Regions from separate parts of the Hordeum vulgare genome. Here region 2 is linked to region 1. Evidence: chromatin contacts called from public Hi-C data. All regions are on one chromosome and are shown on one strand. Each heading gives the region's core, a stretch centred on a gene start, on an enhancer-like site or on the middle of the called end of the contact. The rest is flanking DNA. Distances are from core to core; before and after follow the strand shown. Region 1 holds the start of LOC123443517 (presenilin-like protein At2g29900). Region 2 holds the start of LOC123443522 (E3 ubiquitin-protein ligase SIRP1-like).

What was found. Hi-C and Micro-C count contacts between places; a contact is called where the count stands out from the background.
Region 2: a contact with region 1 is called in a Hi-C map of seedling, with 6 times the contacts expected there. The contact joins the promoter of LOC123443522 here to the promoter of LOC123443517 in region 1. A contact is called at or near these places in 2 of 6 Hi-C or Micro-C datasets (leaf and seedling) and 1 of 1 datasets of contacts at active chromatin or transcription factors (embryo).

What each region holds. Positions count from the first base shown.
Region 1 is chr3H:204,696,429-204,699,289 of MorexV3_pseudomolecules_assembly, reverse strand. It overlaps LOC123443517 (presenilin-like protein At2g29900), which reads left to right and starts at 1,285. Exons shown (of 1, transcript XM_045119906.1): 1 at 1,285-2,861. The coding sequence starts at 1,431. The coding sequence ends at 2,813.
Region 2 is chr3H:205,460,287-205,463,014 of MorexV3_pseudomolecules_assembly, reverse strand. It overlaps LOC123443522 (E3 ubiquitin-protein ligase SIRP1-like), which reads right to left and starts at 1,352. Exons shown (of 2, transcript XM_045119914.1): 1 at 1,248-1,352; 2 at 1-801. The coding sequence starts at 743.

The DNA of each region.
Region 1 (2,861 bases), core at 36-2,535:
TGGAGGACATCACCTATCTCATCTATTTTCTGCGGATGATTCACTAATGTTTTTTCGGGCGTATGCTCAATAGGCAACAGTTGTGAAAGGTTTGTTGAACACTTACGCATCATCCACGGGATAACTTATTAACCCCTCAAAGTGTTTCATGCTTTTCTCTAAAAAATGCTCAACGGCTGTTATAGATGAAGCGAAGGATACTCTTCAAATCTCTCAGGAGGTGTTTGATCCTAAATATCTGGGACTTTGTGTTCCTGATGGGAGAATGCACAAGGGTCGCTTTGAATCATTATTGGATAGACTTACTAAAATATTGGGAAATTTGAGTGAGTAGTATATGTCATCTGAAAGTAAAGAAATTCTAATTAAGTTCTGTCGCACAAGCAATTCCAACGTATGTCATGAGTATCTTTCGGTTATCAACCTCAGCTTCTGATGAGATGACTCACTTAATATAGCAATACCGATGGAGCATAGAGAAGGGGAAAAGGAAAATGCAATGGCTAAGTTGGGATAAAATGATCATGCAAAAATCTAACGGATATATGGGATTCCGTGATATGGATACTTTTAACCAAGACCTCCTAGCAAAACAGGCTTGACGCTTCTTGAAATCTTTGAATAACTTTTGTGCACGACTTTTTCCTACAAAGTATTATCCCCATGAGAATGTAATGGAGATGGTTTTTTTTCGAGCAACGTGTGTGTGGTATGACGTAGTATAGAGCATGGTCTTGAATTGTTAAAGAAAGAGCTCATTTGAAGGATGGGTAAAGGCACTCAGATTTGTACTTGGCGGGACCCATGGATTCTTTGTGGTCCTACTTTCAAACCAGTCACTTCAAAACGGAATTGCTGATTGAACCGAATTTCTGACTTCATACATGACGATAGAATTTGAAATGTACGGTTACCTAACACACATTTTTGGGTCATGAATGTGCTGCACATTCAAAAAATTCATACATCACTAAGACAGTGTCATGATTTTTTAGCCTGACAACCGAAGAAAAGTGGTTGTTTTACTGTGAGAAGTGCTTGCCATTTAGCTATATAAAATCACGAAGAAGCCTTCTCCAACGGAGCGTCGAGCGCTCATCCTGATGGTGCAAGAAATAAAACTCGTTATCCTGAATTTAACTTTTGCCAAGCTCACGAGGAAGCCTTCTCCAATTTTTGCGAGCTGATTGTAACTCTGCATGTATTCCGTATGAAATAAAACTCTTTATCCTGGCAAAACAAAGTGGCTATATACTAGTCGAGTGAAATTTTGCAGGGAACGCGTGAGAGTGAGTCCAACCAAACCCTCCGCCGACCGCCGTACCCGTGCGCGTGCGAGACCGCCGCGGGGAGCGAGCGACCCAGGCCGAGATCGGGAAATTTCCCCATCTGCGCCCCCCACCCCCACCACACCCGCTCCGTCCCACGGCATGGATCCCGTCGCCGACGCGCCGGACCCGCCGGGCTCTGCGGCCACCGTCCTCGACACCCTGGGCGAGGAGGTGCTGGCGGTCATGTCCCCGGTCTCCATCTGCATGGCCCTCGTCGTCCTTCTCATCACGCTCCTCGCGCCGCCCTCCTCCCCCCCCTCCGCGCCGCCCCCCGTCACCGCCGCCACGCTCGTCTACCTCGAGTCCCCCTCCGACTCCCCGGCCCAGAAGCTCGTCGGCGCGCTCCTCGACGCCGTCGTCTTCATCGCGCTCGTCGCCGTCGTCACGTTCGTCCTTGTCGCGCTCTACTACTACCGCTGCACCGGCTTCCTCAAGAACTACATGCGCTTCTCCGCCTTCTTCGTCCTCTTCTCCATGGGCGGCGCCATCGCCGTCGCCCTCCTCCGCCGCCTCGACGCCCCGCTCGACGCGCCCACCGCGCTCCTGCTCCTATTCAACGCATCAGCCGTCGGCGTCCTCTCCGTCTTCGCATCCGCGGTACCCATCCTCGTCCGCCAGGGATACATGGTCGCGCTCGCCGTCATCGTCGCCGCCTGGCTCTCCAGGCTCCCCGAGTGGACCACCTGGATCATGCTCCTCGCCCTCGCCGTTTATGACCTCGTCGCCGTGCTCGCGCCAAGGGGCCCGCTCAGGATGCTTGTGGAGCTCGCATCATCCAGGGACGACGAACTCCCGGCGCTCATCTACGAATCACGCCCCACGGTAGGCCCAGCCGAGACTTCCTCCTCCTATGCTCCGGCAATGTGGTCCGAGGAGTCGCAGCACCACGATTCTGCTGCACGATCGGGTCCAAACCTCTATGACAGGGTGGGTCAGCACGATGATTCGGCTCCTGCCATGGTAGAAATGAGGGATCTTGGCTCAACAAGCCGTGACATGGCTACCTCAAATCAAGCTGTAACAGGGCAGACATCAAATCAAGGTGGGAGTGCACAGCATGCTGTCATTCAGATCGAGCGGCGTCAGGAAGAAGAATTAGAGACAGCTCCATTGGTGTCAGCGGCATCTGCCAACCCTACCGTCGCCAATGAGGAACATACACAAATTTCTTCATCAGAACCTCCCGAGGAGGAGTTTGAGATGTTTGAGTCTAGCAGGGGCATCAAGCTGGGACTTGGCGATTTTGTCTTCTACAGCGTGCTTGTGGGGAGGGCTGCCATGTATGATCTCATGACGGTGTATGCGTGCTACCTTGCCATCATCGCCGGGCTTGGCTGCACCCTCATCTTGCTGTCGATATGCAGACATGCATTGCCGGCACTCCCAATCTCCATCATGCTGGGAGTCGTGTTCTACTTCTTGACGCGGTTGCTGATGGAGCCATTTGTTGTCGGTGCTTCAACCAATTTGGTCATGTTCTGAGTTGCTTCGACCAATTTGGTGATGTTCTGAGTTCTGACTAATGTTATG
Region 2 (2,728 bases), core at 103-2,602, 760 kb before region 1:
GAGTGGAACCTGTGCCTGCAGGGCAGCTCCCGGGCGCGCTCGCCGGACGCGTAGTCCTCCAGGCACACCGCGCAGCTGGCCGCGTCCTCCTCGTTGCCGCAGCCCACCACCTCTACGGTCGGCAGCGCCTCCACGGCGTCCTTCTTTGCCGGCGGCGTGCCCTGCCGGCCCGCGTCGCTGTCGGCCAGCTGCTGCATCAGGGCGTCCAGCCCGGGCCCAAGAAAGTAGTCCCCCAGCGCCATGCCGTGCTCCCCGAGTGGGGCGGCGGCGAAGATGCTCCGGCCGAACGGGCTGTAGTGCTCTGCCTCGAGGCCGCCACCGGCGCCGAGGGCGGCCGCGGACTCGAGGCGCTGCAGCTGGCGCTCCCGGATCGCCTGCAGGAGCCGCAGGAACGCGGTGGCGCGCCGCCGGCGTCGCGAGAAGTCGACGTTGTCCAGCTCGTCCTCTGCGGCGGCCACGGCGTCCACAGTACGGCGGTTGCTGCGGCGGCGCCGGACGGGGTCGCCGACCATGCTGTCGATGATGGGGGCCCAGATGGAGATGGCGTTGTCGGCGCTAGGGTAGGTGCCGCTGGCGTGGCCGGTGCCGGCGGCGACGCTGCTGCGGGCGGTCTCCATCTCCTCGAGGAAGCCGCTGCCGCAATACGGGCACTTGATCTCCACCCCGGCCTCCGCCACCACGGGGCTGACAGCCGTGGCGCACATATGGCACCAGTACCTCCGGGCGACCACCAGCTCCCCCATTGCTGTCGATCTCTCCCCCGTCAATGGACTGGAGCAGCTCTAATTCTTGGATTAGGCACTGATAAATCAATCAAGAAGGGGAAGATTAGAGCTCGACACCAGCAATGGCCAAGGAACCTGAAGAATCGGAAGCCAATGCAGGTGCAGCACCAACTTTTTGATGGATTCATGTTCTCCACCCGTAGAAGTAGAATGCAAGCTAGCTAAGCGCATGAAGAACATGGGCCTTTTTTGCTTTTTGACATGGAATCGAATGATGGGATGCATATCTTTCCAGGCTCCAAAAACAACATGTACCCAACAATAAGTCCAATCTCATAAAGAACCAAATGCTAAAACAAATTCCAATTACTAGCTATCAGGGAAAGAAGAAACTGCATGATGAACAGAGGCGGCAAAATGACCGGGATAGACAATCAACAAGCACAAGACCAACCAAATCCGAGGAAAATGATGAAAATCTTAAGGCATCCATGGATTGATGGATGGTTGAAGAATAATCACCTTGGGCAGGGCATGTGGGGGGTGGGGGAGAGAACAAGGCCAGAGGGGGGCTGGCCTGTCCACCTCCTCTATATTAGCAGTACCCTTTCCTTGGGTTAATTGCTGTGGGCTCCTAATATATAGATATAGATAGATAGACAGACAGTGATTAAAGGCTTTGCTTGCTCAATTATTGCCTGGGATGAGGACGCTCTGGCATTCTAATTTTAAACTGCCTTATTTCTCCTCAAAACAAACTCCCCCTCCATTTCTGCTAAAAGTTCGGTGGCGTAGCACCTGCTTTGGTTCCCAAACCAACCCAGATATAGGACATCCCCAAGGGTCAAGGAAAACATTTTTAGGAAAAGAAAAAAAAAAGTTGCGAGAGCGAGCCTTCTCGCTCCCACGATCATCGAGCATGTGCATGTGACGGACAAATGCAGCTGGTCGGATGCACCCAACGCACCAAGCATAGCTGGGGCAGACAAGTTCGACGGGCACGCTATGGAGGGGATGCTCCGCCACCTGCTCTGGCACCACGCTCGTCGTCTTCTCCTGCTCCTCCGCGCCCTCGACTGCCGTCGTCTCGCTCCTCTAGAATCGCTTGCGAGAGGACCACGAGGCGGCCTCGTCCTTCCGAATCACGGCACGACTGCGACAGCGTCACAGAACAGCGACGCGACCTGGTGCAAGATGGAGATGCACGCGGCCGACGCAGACGCTCCACCTGCATGTGCTGTACGTGGCGAACCAGCAGCAAGATCCGGCGCGGAGGGCGCACTCGGCGGCGGGATCTCGTCGGAGGCACTCTCCGACGGCGAGCTGTCGCGGCGCGCTCGGACGGGCTGTGGGGCGAGCTCGTGGGACAGGCTGCAGTGGTGTGCGCGGAAGGGCTGCGGGTATACGTGGGGGCATGGGCACCCGGCCCGACCCGACCTGACCCAAAAATCCCGGGCCGGGCTGGGCCTATTTGTGTCATCGGGTCCGGCTTGATCGGAAAGTTGAGTCCGATTGTCAGGCCAGACCGGGCTTGGGTCTATAGAAAAACAAAATTAAACCGGGGTCGGGTCAGGCTGATTGGGCCCAGTCGGGTTTTTTTGGTCTCGGGCCAGACTTAAGCCCAACATCCAGTCCCAACGGTCGGGTCGGGCCAGGCTCGAGCCTGGGTTTTCAGAACCGGGTTTTTTTGCCTGGCCCGAAACCCGGCTCAACCCGAAGAATGCCCACGTATAGGTGCACGACGAGCTTGCGTGACCGAGCTCGTGTGGTCACTGTTTTATGGGACAAGGATCGACATGTTTCTTGATGCCGGAACATTTCAGCTCGGCATTCGTGAAGTGCATGGGTACGATTTCCGTTCGGCCTTTTGCTTTTTATGATTCGATGTAATTTCGGTAGCTTATTATTTGTTTAATATTACATGTAGGATGGATGCAGTTTTGATATTGGTAAGAAGAATACATTGATCTATTGATCTCACAAAATTTACTAGATGTTCGTGT